Linked DNA regions of Mus musculus: regions 1 and 3 are each linked to region 2. A link is a contact called in public promoter capture Hi-C data. All regions are on one chromosome and are shown on one strand. The core of a region is the stretch at or near the end of the contact, and the rest is flanking DNA. Distances in the headings are between cores, read along the strand shown. Region 1 holds the start of Vwf (Von Willebrand factor). Region 2 holds the start of 4930417O13Rik (RIKEN cDNA 4930417O13 gene). Region 3 holds the start of Cops7a (COP9 signalosome subunit 7A).

Evidence for each region. Capture Hi-C pulls out chosen DNA fragments and counts their contacts.
Region 1: a contact with region 2 is called in a promoter capture Hi-C map of liver. The contact joins the promoter of Vwf here to the promoter of 4930417O13Rik in region 2.
Region 3: a contact with region 2 is called in a promoter capture Hi-C map of liver. The contact joins the promoter of Cops7a here to the promoter of 4930417O13Rik in region 2. A contact is called at or near these places in 2 of 39 promoter capture datasets (cranial neural crest and liver), 2 of 115 datasets of contacts at active chromatin or transcription factors (memory CD8 T cells and pancreatic cancer cells) and 1 of 9 other capture datasets (liver).

Annotation. Positions count from the first base shown.
Region 1 is chr6:125,550,322-125,554,639 of GRCm38.p6, forward strand. Vwf (Von Willebrand factor) reads left to right here and starts at 2,627. Exons shown (of 52, transcript NM_011708.4): 1 at 2,627-2,878; 2 at 4,132-4,186. The coding sequence starts at 4,132.
Region 2 is chr6:125,262,651-125,267,451 of GRCm38.p6, forward strand. 4930417O13Rik (RIKEN cDNA 4930417O13 gene) reads left to right here and starts at 2,875. Exons shown (of 4, transcript NR_015527.1): 1 at 2,875-3,419; 2 at 3,750-3,876.
Region 3 is chr6:124,963,010-124,967,524 of GRCm38.p6, forward strand. Cops7a (COP9 signalosome subunit 7A) reads right to left here and starts at 2,503. Exons shown (of 8, transcript NM_001355542.2): 1 at 2,393-2,503; 2 at 1,715-1,919. The coding sequence starts at 1,876. Gm23851 (a small nuclear RNA gene) reads left to right here and starts at 1,274; the gene lies at 1,274-1,378.

The DNA of each region.
Region 1 (4,318 bases), core at 1,377-3,876, 290 kb after region 2:
TGCAGCTTCCTGCCCACCCTCATAATTATCTGTGCTAAAATGCTCGGGGTGGGTCTGTGGCTGTGAACACACAGAGACCACGAGGTCTGTAGACTCCTGGGTTGACTCTCATGCCTCTCCTTGGCTCCTTTTATTCCATGCTCTCTCCTAACACTTCCTACCGTTCTTCATTTTTTTATTCTTTGGAGTCATTTTCTTGGATTTCTTTTCCAACATCTAGACTTTTGCTTGCTTTTGCTTTTGTTTTTTATGTGACCAAGTCTCACTATGTAGTAAAGGTTGGTCTTGAACTCACGGTCCTCCTACTTCAGACTCCTGAGGGATGGAATTAAAGGCATGCACCACCATGTCCCACTCATTTGACTCTGGGCCAGCTGTGTATTTTAAAATGTGCTGTGTTTTTCCAGCATTTTGAAAGGCCAGAAGAGGATGTCAGATCCCTCTGAACTGGAGTTAATAGACAGTTATGAACGACCATGTGGGTGCTGGGAGTGAAACCTGGTCCCCTGGACGGTCAGCCAGTGTTCTTAACCACTGAGCCATTTCTCCAGGCCCCAGGAGGAAGGACATCCTGATGAGATGCCTGTGCCCCTCCCTTTGGTTGTCATGCTATTGAGACAGTTCCAAAGACACTGGAGTTTGCCCAGGGATCTTATGCTGGAGAAGGTAAAGTGGGAAGCTGGAGGAGGAATTTTGAAATAGATTTTACATAGTTCCAACAACTTGTAAGACCAACTCTTCAGGAGAGTGGAGCCAAGAAAAAGTAGAGGAATAAGGGGAGAGACTACACCTTGACCAGTACTGCCTACACACACACACACACACACACACACACACACCTCCTGCCCTCTGTTTAAGCCTAATTTTATGTCAGTACTTCAAGTATGGTTTAGGTGGGGGAGGGGGGGGTCACTGGGTCTCCTTGTTCTCTTCCCTCTGTGGCCGCATGAATAAATCTTCCTCTGTATTGTGTTACCATGTGCCTTTTAATTTGGCCCATTGATGATGGGTGGCCAAGGCTAGATTACTAGGCTTCTAGACTCTGCCCCTAAGGACTCTGGTAACAGAAATGTTAAGGGCTAATCTTGCCTCTTTCATTCTTTTTCTTTCCTGGCAACACTGGCCTTCCTACCCTGGCTGGTTGTGCTGGCTAGGTTTTTTGTTTTTGTTTGTTTGTTTGTTTGTTTTTAACTTGATACAAGCTAAAGACATCTGAGAGGAGGGGACCTCAATTAAGAAAATGCTTCCACAATTTGAGTCTGTGTACAGCCTGTAGGACATTTTCTTAATTAGTGGTTGATGGGGGAGGGCCCAGCTCATCGGAAATGGTGCTGAACTGGTGGTCCTGCAAGAAAGCATTGTGAGAAAGCCTGTATGCAGAACCCTTCCATGGCCTCTGCATCAGTTCCTGCCTCCACATTTCTGTCTTGTTCCTGTCCTGACTTCCTTTGGTGATAAACTGTGATACAGAAGCCAAATAAACACTTTCCTCCCCAACGTGCTTGTTGGTCACGGTGATGGTGTTTCATTGCAGCAATAGAAACCTTAACTAAGACAGTGGAAACGGGAACGGGAGAGTGTGAGGTGTGTGTGAAGGGGGCATAGCAGTTCTTCAGAGGCTTGGCGGAATGGTGTAGTGAGAAGCAGTGAAGTAGGCCACTCCTAGACACTCTGCGGGGGCTGCCCAGCTGAGTGCCGGCAATCCCACAGACAAGGTCCTGCCTCACTTCGCTTTCCTACATTGTACCTGGTTTCTTTTTGAACAGGAATTAGTGTGTCCCATCTGGCTGAGACCTGGGCTTTTGGGAATAGGAGGTTGGGAGGCAGGGGCAGAGAGAGTATGTGTGTGCAGATTTACGCTAGTGTGCGTGGAGGTGTGGTGGGAACTCGGGGATGTAGCTCAGTGGAAGATTGTTTATCACGTGCAGGTCTTGGGTTCTATGCCTTAGCAAAGAGCAGGTGTGTACGTGTGAGTCTTTGAAGGGGGAGTATTAGAATGGAACCATCATTTCCACCCCCACTCCCCCAGTTCCCAAAGACTTAGACTGTGACCAGTGCTTTCATTTTTGTTGCTGTTTGTTTTGAGAGAGGCTCTCTCTCTCTCTCTCTAGTCCTTGCTGTCCTGGAGCTTGCTAAGTAGACCAGGCTGGCTCAAACCTCATAGAGACCTTCCTGCCTCTGTCTCCAGGCATGTGCTACCATGTACATAAAACACTGGCTAAGATACAAACAGGCTAGGTTTTTGTGAGGTCTAGCCTGGACGGTTCATACCTGTGGGTGACGGGGCAGGAAGTGCTAACATACTTCTTCCTCTCACCTTGCTGCTAAGTTGGCTAGGTTAGAAGAGTTTTTCAAAACCTCTGGAAATTGGAACCAGAAGCCACGTTGATGTAAGCCTGGTTCTCTCTCCTAGCCTGGACCAGGCTGTCATGGGAAACCTACTGTCCCTGGTCCTGGCTGCCTAAAGGGGCACTCAGGGTGTCTCGGGGACCAAACTGAGCTGTGGTGGTGTTTGGGGAGCAGATTCCAGGAGCTCTCCCTCCTGGCTTTTCAAGCCTTATCAGCCTGGAAGGGCTCGACTACTGCTTCCTGCCATTGTTTCCCGCTGGTAATTAAGAGAAGGCCAGGGCTCTGTGGTGGCAACTTGGAGCTATTGCAGGCAGAGGAATGGGCTGGGGCACAGCTTGGGTTTTCTCTCCCTGGCTCTGAGGACTTTGAAGCCCCTGGACAACTTGACAGCAGGTCGGCTCAGAGTCTGAGCAGATCCATCCAGCAGTTGCGCAGGAAAATGGCTTAGGAGTGAGAGGTGGCACCACTGAGTAGCGGCTGGGTTTCCTCAAGGGACCTTGGAGATACAGCCCCTGTTTGTATGGGCAAGGTATGATGGTTTTGGATGGAGATCTGGCTTAGCTGAGGGGTGGGGGAAGGTACAGGGCTGATCCCTGCCCCTGAGGATCTGGCTGCGGATCCTATAACAGAAGGGATTTGTCTGGAGGAGTGATTCAAAGCTACCTGGATCCTATGGTCCCTCTGCTGTTGCTGCTGGGTCCTGCTTTTCTTTCTGAAGAGGCTTTCTGGCCTGGCAGAATTGTATTCAGATGAGATTGGTAGGTCCCTTCCTTCCCTTCTTGAGTATGTGCTTGGAGCCCCTGATATACCTGTGTGCTGGGAGGGCAGTGGAGAGGGACACTTGCTTTGTGACCCAGTCTTGGCCATGTCCGGTTCACACTCATAAGAGGCTGGATTTACCCCTCTTCATTCGTCTGAATGGGCATTATGTAAGAAGGGTTGTACCCACTATGCCCTAGGTGGCACCTTCTGTATGTCCTGTAACATTCTCCAGAAGAGAGGGGTGGCAGCAGGGGCTTTGAGAGTCGCGGGGTGGGTGAGTGTGCTTAGCCAGCCAGGATTGAGTGGGCAGTGGGGTGAGGCACATTGTAAAGAAATGTTCTCAGGTCCAGGGCTGTTAAATTCCTGTCCCCTTGTCAAGGCCATTCAGCAAACATTTACAGAGCATTCCTGGGTGCTGAGTATCCTTGCAGGTCCCAGGGATGTTGGTGAGAAGGACAGTCCCTGCTCTAAAGGTACTCACGGTCCAGGGCAGGTGACTAACAAGTTCTCAGTGGTGGCCTTGACTGGTCTCTGAGTCTGGGTTCTGATGGCAACAACAAAAGCCAGCCCCTTCTCCTAGTTGGTTGCTATGTGTGATGGTGGAATGGCACCTTTGTTCCAGATGCTGCAGGACTGTGGGGTCATGGGATGCTAGGCTAACATCAAGGGCAGGAGAATAGAACCAGAACTTTCCCACCCCATGGTACCATTGTCTGGAGAAGGTCTCGGCAGTGTGGCTCACTGGGATTGTCACTCTTAAGCCTGGCTCTGCTGTGGGAGGGTTTTGGGGACTAGTTCTCCACGTTTAAAGGAGGCATGGGGGGCAGTGAGAATCCTTATTCTTAGTCTCATTCTCCTCCTCCTTCTATTATTATTATTACTATTATTATTATTATTATTATTATTGGCTTAAGAAAATGTTCCCTCAATGGACACATGCATTGATGGTAGCTTGTCCTTGCCACCTCTCTGGACGGTGAGAACCAGCTCATTTCCTTTTTATTTTATTTTATTTTGCAGATGAACCCTTTCAGGTATGAGATCTGCCTGCTTGTTCTGGCCCTCACCTGGCCAGGTAGGTACAAAACATTTTCTTTCCTTACCTTCTCCCAGGACACTGGGAACACCTCCTTCCAGGGCTCAGTACATGTGTCTGGAACTCACCTGTGCTCCATCTGTGTTAGACTTGTGACTTTAGGAGTCACTG
Region 2 (4,801 bases), core at 1,625-4,124:
AGTGGCCGTTTGTATATGTTTCTGAAAAAGTTTATTGAGCTTTTGTTGTTTTGTTTTGGTTAATAATATTTTCTGTTATTATTTAAAATGATATTAACATTTTATTAATATTATCAATAAATATTGTTAATATTTTGTTAGATAATTTAAAAATTGGGCTATTTTTCTTTTTTATAACTGACAAAAAGGTTTTTTTCTTGTTGTGCTCTAGGTACTAAATCCTTATTGGGTATGAAGAAGGGAAGGGAAGTATTGGGGCTGGTGAGGTGCTGAGCACAAATCTAATAAGCACATTTCAGCTCCTGGAGCCCATGTAAAATCCCTGATGTGAGGCTCACATCTGTGATCCCAGCATTCCCTGCTAATGGCAGGAGAGCCAGACATCACCTGGAAGCTCACAGCCAACTGCCTGGAGTGCACAGAGCAGCAGAAACAACAAAAGGGATTCTGAGTGCTCCCAGCTCCTGCAGAGGACCCTGTTTCAGTTCCCAGCACCCACATCAGGTGGCTCCCAACCGCCTGAAACTCCAGTGCCAAGGGATCGAATGCCCTCTTACGGTCTCTGTGGGCACTGCATGCATGTGGGGCACATACAGACAAGACACACATAAGTAAGAACACATTTAAAGCCTGGCTGAGATGCTACACACTTTTCATCTCAGCACTCAGGAGGCAGGAGCAGGCTGATCTCTGAGTTCGAGGCCAGCCTGGTCTACAGAGTGAGTTCCAGGACAGCCAGGGCTACACAGAGAAACCCTGTCTCGAAAAAACAAAAACAAACGAACACACACACAAAATGCAAAAGTTGTCCTCTGACATGTGATGGCATGCAAATGTGCATGTGTATGTGTATGAGTGTGTTTGCACCCCAACACCTTCCCCACACTAATAATAATGGTAACAATAATAATAATACCCCTAAGTGAGTACTTCCTACCACTCCATGCTCTCTGGCCGCTTCCCTTCCTCCCTCAGGTGCTATCTTTTCATATGAGAAGTTTTTAAATCTTGAGTTGTAGTGATCTATTTTTTTCCTTTGTTGCTTATTCTTTTGGTGGTGTACTTAGGAAACTGTCGCCTAATCTAAGGTCACAGAGGTTGCCACCTCTTTCCTTCTAATGGCTTTGTAGTTTTAATTCTTTTTTTCTTTTCTTTCCTTTTCTTTTCTTTTCTTTCTTTTTTTTTCCGAGACAGGGCTTCTCTGTATAGCCCTGGCTGTCCTGGAACTCACTTTGTAGACCAGGCTGGCCTCAAACTCAGAAATCCGTCTGCCTCTGCCTCCCGAGTGCTGGGATTAAAGGCGTGCGCCACCACGCCCAGCCTGTAGTTTTAATTCTTGTATTTCACTGCTGAGCGGTGTCTCAGTGCCTGAAGTCAGAAGAAAACTATTCTTACACTGGAGGGTCTTGGTAACCATCAATTGGCCTATGGCTTGATTTCTGGACTCTCAGTTTTATTCCATTAATCTATGTCCATCTTTATGTCGCTCTCACAGTTTTGATTACAGTTTTATAGTAAGTTTTGACATCAAGAAGTATAAACTCGGAGTGGTACTGTATGCTTATGTAATCCCAGCAGTAAGGTGGCAGAGGCAGGAGGATTACTGTAAGTAAAAGTTCAGCCTGCGCTACATAGCGAGACCTGTCTCAGAAGAGAAGAGAAAGGAAACTGGAAAGAATGAGTTAGTGGGTTTTGATCTTTTCTGAAATAATGTTTTGTTTTTACACTAATTTGTTCACTCATTTTGTGTGTGGTGTGGGTGGGAGTGTGTCGCGGCACGTATGTGGAGGTCAGAGGTCAGTTTACAGAAGTTGATGCTCTCCTGCCACCGTTGGAGGTCCCAGGGATTCAGTTCAGGTAGCCAGGCTTGGTGGCAAATGTCTTTAATTGCTGAACCATCTTTCTGGCCTCTCTAAAGTATTTTGGCTATTCCGTGCCTCTTGAATCGCCGTATGACTTTTAGGATCAGTTTCATTTCTGCAAAAAGGGGCAATTGAAATTTTTATAGGCATTGTCTTGGACTCACTGGTGGGAGTTGGCAGAATTATCACAATAACACAATCAGGTTTTCCAACCCATGAACACCAAATCTTCTGATATATTTAGTACTAAATGCCTTTAAACAATGTTTTGTGACTTTTCATTGTAGAAGTCTTACAATTTATTTGTTGACTTTCTTGGTAAGGTTTTAATCTTTCTGATGCTATGGTAAGTGGAATTCCCCCCTCCCCTAGTTTTTTCTTGTTTTGTTTCTGAGACAGGGTTTCTCTGAAAGAGAGCTCTGCCTGTCCGTGAACTTGCTTTGTCAACCAGGCTAACTTTGAACTCACAGGGAACTGCCTGCCTCTGCCTCCCCAGTGCTGGGATTAAAGATATGCACTCTTGGTTCCTTTGTTTTTTAAATTAATTAATTAGTTGATTAATTAATTAAAAAAAACCAGTGTCTCATGTATTCCAGGATGGCCTCAAATTGATTTTGTGGCTAAGAATGACCGTGAACACCTGATTCTGTCTCTACTCCTAAGCACTAAGTGACACTGTGACACTTCACCCAGCTGATGTCAGGCTACCCGCTGCTTACGTTACTTATTTTTCTATTTAGACAGGGTCTCCTGTAGTTTCTGCTAGCCTCAGCCTGACTCCACGTGTCTCCCTCCCAAGTGCTGGAGGTGGCAGATGAGCGGCACAGTGCCTGGCTGTGTTGACTTTTGAAGAAGGCAGCTGTTTTCTCTGCGGGCAGGAAGGTGGCAGCAGGACGTGTAGGTGTGTTGCTATGACACCGTGTGCTGCTGTTGTCACGTAACTTCTCTGAAGTCATAGATGGCGAGTTAGATTCTGTGACACAAAGGGAAGCGTGTCTGACTAATTATTCCCACACTGCCTTCGCTTCTGAGGGCTCCCTGGCCTGGGAGAGTTTGAGCAGAAGTGTAAGTTTGGGTCTACAGAGCTCTCGATGTCCTGACCCTTCACTCCTGTAGGATTTGGGCTAGCCCCTTCTGAAGGAACAGGGACCCCTTTAGTGGGCACAGGCTGTGGTCATATTTCTTTTCTCTTTTTCTTTTCTAATGTTTTTGAGGTAGCCTAGGCTGACCTCTGAGGATAGCCCAAGTGCTGACACTTCAGGTGTGTGACACCATGCCTGGCTACCGTCACATTTTGTCACATGCCTTTTGCCTGTACTTACTGACTGGAGAGCTGTTTATTCATGCTTTGCCCATGTCAAAACTGGATAACTGATTCTTCTCTTTCACCTACAAGTTAGACCAGGATGGGCATTTTCATGAGCCTATTGCCTAGGGAGGTTTGTAAATGATAGACACAGGCAAGGCGGGGCCAGAGGAGGCTGAGGTGAAAATCCAAGGAAAAATCCAAGAGTCAGTCAGATGGCAAAGAACTGAAGAAATACTGGACCATTGGAGGTATAAATGTCTGTTTGCCCTCTGCTTCTCTGGTTGTTAGTGGGGTGAGCTGCTCAAGGACTTTGAATGAGTCTGTCTGTGCTGTAACCGGGAGGGTGGGTGGATCGGTGCTGATGCTCCTAGGGAGCATGTGAGCAATGGTGTCAGGTACTGAGCTGCGCAGGACGCAGGGCTGGTAAATGTGTCCTGGAACGACTCAGTCACCAGCTCCTGCCTTCTCTGCCAGGCGTGAGAGCAGCATGAGAAGTCAGGGTTCCAGGCAAAGAGTAAAGGAACCCGGGAGGTCAAGGCACGGGGCGGGCAGGTGGAACAGAATATCACCCTTCCTAGGGTTCCCAGTGGGAAAGTGCGAACTTCAGGACGGGCCGTGTGGAGACTTCTGGGGCTGAGACGTGACTAACACATTTCCATGCTGAAGGATGTGGTGGACTGGCAAGGGACTAGAATAAGAGATGACGTGAGTTTCTGTGTGTTTTCTGATCCTTTTTATTATTATTTTTTAAAGATTTACTTATTTTATGTATGTGAGTACACTATAGCTGTACAGATGGTTGTGAGCCTTTATGTGGTTGTTGGTCATTGAATTTTTTTAGGACCTCTGCTCACTCTGGTCAATCCTGCTCGCTCAGTCCCTGCTCGCTTCAGCCCAAAGATTTATTTATTATTATGCATAAGTACACTGTAGCTGTCTTCAGACGCACCAGAAGAGGGCGTCAGATCTCATTATGGATGGTTGTGAGCCACCCCCTGCCAGCTCTGATCCTTTTTATTTTTTAAGACAAGGGCTGTCTGTGTAGTCCAATGACTTAGTACTTACTGCCCAGACCCTTGTCCTCCTGCCTCCTCCTCCTCTCAAGCCCTGAGACTACAGATTCACACCACCACGCCCAGCTGTTTGTATAGTTCGGGATTAGAGAGTAGAGAAAAATGGTCTGGGAGTAATTACTGACATTGTAGACAAAGAATAGATTATTGTTCATCAAGTAAACATTCTACTGTCCCTTATGCCTTTTAAGTTCAAAGTACGCATTTTGTTGTTTTATTATGAAGCTCTACATATGTACGTGCTGGCGATTCAAACTCAGCCCTCAGATGGCTGTGTAACACCTTGCATAGATAAACACTGGGCCATTTCTGCAGACCCATCTTTCTTTTCTTTCTTTCTTGTTTGAGACAGGGTCTCACTACATAGCCCTGGTTGGTTCAATAACTTCCCACTGTGCTTCATTCCCATTTGTCCTTTTAAAATTAAAATTTTATTAACTCAGCTTGAACAATTTAAGCTCCACTATAAATATAGTCCATTGGAGTCTCTTAAATATTTTAAATCTCTCATCTAAATTTAACATCCAGTATATTTGATTTTCTCTTAAAGCGTTTCG
Region 3 (4,515 bases), core at 1,253-3,752, 300 kb before region 2:
TACCATCCCTGTAGGTTCTCACTTAACAGTCTTTTAACAAGGCATTAGACCCAGCAGAGCTGCAGCCCTCGCAGTAAATAACTGATAAATGGCTGACTTGCTGACATATATTTTCATTCACTTATCTGATCTCTTTCACTGGCATCTACTTCATCCTAACGATATACTTCAGTTTACTGTGGATAAAATCAGCAACAAAAGCCAGTGTTTTGTAAAACAGCAGTCAAAGTAACTTTCTATCCTGATTCAACCAAAGGTCTTCTAATGCTTGGCTCAGTTTAGCCACACACTTCGGTCAGGCTCTCGTGACAGGCTGGTGTCACGAGAGTGGCAATCCACCTGCTCTATGCTTTCTAAGTTCTTGACGCAGCCATTTCTGTGAGTGGTTCTCATTACTGTGTTCATAGCTTTGCTACCGTCTTAGGGCAGAAGACAGCATCTTCATTTTCTACCTTAAATGAATCAGAATGTGTGACACTTTGGGGGTGGGGTGGGGTACCATGGCATAATTCAATATGCTCATTCTTTCTGATTTCAGGGGACTTTAGACTTCCCCACAATGTTACTTCTGTAACCGTGAAGGGAACTGTGTGCTTTTTTAGGTTTTTCCTCATTGCAGTTCTGAGAACTGAACCTATACTGAGCCTTGCAAACTACAGACAAGGGCTCTTTCACTGAAAAGACCCCCACTCCTTTTTGAGATGGAGTCTAAGTTGCCCACGCTGATCTAAAAAGTTGTGGTCCCCTATCTCAGCATCCCAAGTTCCGAAATCGAAGCCAAGGCCTCACAAGTGCTAAGCAACTACTCTATCAGCAGTTAGATTCTCACCACCATTTTAAAGAGAAAACTGAGGGTTTTCTGATCCAGGTTTTCTGACTTATTTTGTTTTTAAGATAGGGTTTCTCTGTGTAGCCCTGGCTGTCCTGGAACTCAATCTGTAGACCAGGCTGACCTACAACTCAGAGATCCAACTCTTTCTACCTCCCAAATGTTAGTGACAGGATTATTAAGAGGTATCACTAGGCAGGCATGGTAGCACAAGTCTTTAATCCCAACACTCGAGAGGAAGAGGCAGAGGATCTCTGAGTTGAAGGCCAGCCTGGTCGACAGAGAGAGTTCCAGAACACAGTTATAGTACATAGAGAAACCCTGTCCTGAAAAAAAAAAAAAAAAAAAAACCAACACAAAAAGATATCATACTGGTGGACAAGCTGGAGTTTATCAGTGGTATTCTTAATGACTTGTTCTTTTGCTTCAAAATTAAAGATTTCTGCTTGCTTCAGCAACACATATACTAAAACTGGAACGATCCCGAGAAGATTAGCATGGCCCCTGAGCAAAGACGACACTCCAATTTGTAAAGCGTTCCATATTTTTAAATAACAAAAAAAATTATGCATGAGACATAGGCAGGGATTTCCCACACATTCAAGGCCACCTTAGACCATAGTTACTAGTTTAGGGCAGCCAGGACTACACAGTGAAATCCTGACTCAAAGTGTGGGTACAGAGGGAGGGAGCACTAAGTTTACAGACCCTTTATCTGTAAGATAATGAAGACCTTTATTTGATTGATTTATTTTTCCATGTTGAGAGCTAATTATCGGTACCCCGATCACCTGAGTGGTTACTGGGTACAAAAAACGAGCCCAGCACTCAAGAGTTAACTTTGGTCCCAACGTTCTTTGGGGACTACCCAGGCAAGCAACACACCTCTCTAACATTAGGCATATCCAGCAGTTCCCCAAACACGTAGACACCAGGGGCCTCCAGCACCTGGTGGATGAGTGTGGCCAGTGCCGCCCCCTTAGCCGACTTGGCAAGGAGCAGAAACTGCTCTTGGTTCTGCCCTGTCACCTTCACCTCCGCACTCATGGCTGCGCCGAGGTGCGGGGCTCTGGCCTCAAGATTTCTGGAGCTGCAAGGAAAGAGGAACGTGAAACTAAAGGTCCCTGGACCCTGCGAGGGTGGTCAGCTCGAAGGGACGGGAGCTGCACGCTCAAGAGGGACCCCGCCACATCCGCAGTGAGTAAGTGGGGTCCTGAGGTCTAAAAGGCAACTCGAGGGCTCCTCCAAGCCAGCCCCATCCTGGCTGCCACGCCCACCCGCTCCGTCATCCCGGGCCCAGTCCCAAGCCCCACCACGTGCACCCCATTGAGTTCCAAGACTGATGAACCAGGGAAGGGAGAGATAGCACATGGTGTCTACCGGACGACGACGAACCCCCACTTCGGGACGCGAGTCGTGCACGTGGCCGCCCCCACGTGACCTCACCTCCTCGCGCCTGACTCGCGGCTCCACCCCCTCCCTTAAAGAGGCAGCCCCGGGACCGGCCGGGGTCTGCGCCCAAGGCCAGGTCGTACCCCCGGACCGACTGCAACCGACGGCTACCTGGAAGCCTCGTCTCCCAGCGCACGGGGCGGGGCGGCCGCTCCGTCACCTCCGGCAGCGGCTCCCAAGCCTTTCCTGCCACCTCCCCGCAGGGCCGCTCTAGCCGCTCGCTTCTATGGCCAGCTTCCGGCCGTACTTCCGCTCTCGGGAGGCGGGTTCCGGGCGGCTCCGGCCTGCTTCCGTTTCCGGACCGCGGGAGGCGCGAGAGCGGCGCCCATCTTCCGCTCTGTCCGTGCATCTTTATGGGTGCGAGAGCGGTGAATGCAGGGTGCGGAGAGGACCTCGGCTCTGCGGAGGTCCGGGGGAGCGACCCTCCCGGGAGCTGCAGGACAAGGCAGGATGGCGGCCCCGAGTTCCTGCGGCGACGTGAGCGTTAGCGGAAGGCGAGAATTCGCAGAAAGAAAAAATAAGGGAGAAAGGAGAGAAACGAGGCTATAAATAGTCCAACAACTTATCCACTCTTTTTAAAGAGCAGAAGAAAAGTTTAAAGGGTAAGGGGGCAGGAAGTGGTAACACATGCCCCCACCCCACCCCCCGGCGTATTGGAGGTAGAGGTAGGGGAGAATCAGGAGTTCAAAACCAGCCTCAGCTCCATCGCAGATTCCAAGCCAGTTTGAGCAACATGAGAACCGGTCTCAATAAGAAAGAAAACAAACCCCCGAGTGATTAAGGGGGAAAAGGAAGTGTATTGGTTAGGCTTTTGAGGTTTTCTTCCCATAGAAGTTTCAGATCGCATGACCAGACTTTTGGCCATGGTTACTACAAATAAATATTGAGTCATTTTTTTAGTCTTTGGATCCCAAATTAGCAAGGAGAAAAGTGTGAGTGGAACCAAGGCAGATGAGGAAATTTAAAAGTTAAAGGATTCAGCCGGGCACTTGTAATCCCAGCATCCAGGAGGCTGAGGCAGGAGGATTGCTATATGTTGGGAGGTTATCCCGGGCTACAGTGTGAGAGACCCTATCTCCCAAATATCATGGTGGTACACACCTTTAATTAGGTGGATTTCTGAGTTGGATCATCCGCCACTAAATAGACCAGGTTTCAAAATGAAACAAAACAAAAATCCTTACAGAAACCATATAAGGAGGAAATTAAGGTAAAGCCAGGTTTACTGTTAGATGATTTGTAATCCTATCACTCAGTAGGCTGAGGCAGGAGAATTGGACCTTCAAGGGCTGAGTTCTGGAACTAACCTGTAGGACAAAGAAATATGGATAGGGTCCAAGTGCATACCTGTCTGATTCCGTCGCTTCCTTCGAGGGATGGTGGTGCATGCTTGTGGTCTAGCACTTGGGAGGCTAAGTCAGGAGTATCTTAGGCCCAAAGGCCATGTGAGCTGCATAGTTCCAGGCTGAGAGTGGGAGAGAGAGAAGAGTTAGAAAACAAGGCAATGAATGGGCTGGAGAGATGGCTCAGCAGTTTAGAACACTGGCTGCTCTTTCAGAGGTCCTGAGTTCAAATCCCAGCACCTACATGGTGGCTCAAAAATCATCTCTAATGAGAACTGGTGCCCCCTTCTGGTCTGCAGGCATGCATGCAGGCGGAACACTACACATAATAAATCATTTGCTTTCTGTCACCATGTGGAAACACCAGCCAAAGCCAAGGCTTTCACATCCTGATCACCGTCCATCCTGGTGGGAAGTCTGGGCAGAGCACGAGGGATGCGATGACTGACTTGCTCTCTAGGGCTCACACTAAACACCTTACACCTCCAGGACTACTTGCCTGGTAGTGTCACCCACAATGCACTGAGCCTCCCACACCAATCATTAATCAAGAAAATAACTACAGGGCTGCGGAGGTGACTCAGCATTTAAGAACATTTGTTGCTCTTGCAAAGGACCTGGTTCGATTCCCAGCTCCCACAGTAATCTAGCTTCGGGGCATTGAATGGGTTATTAGGCACCAGCGATGCACATGGTGCACGTGAGTATTTGCAGGCAAAACACTCAAAAACATAGTTTTTAGAAAAGAAAATAAGTCCATAGATCTACCTACAGGCAATATAATGGGCTCATTTTCTCAACTGAAGTTCCGCGTTTAAGATGACTCTAGCCTTTGTCAACTTGACCAGACATTTTTTTTTTCCTTTTTTTGAGACGGGATCTCACTATATA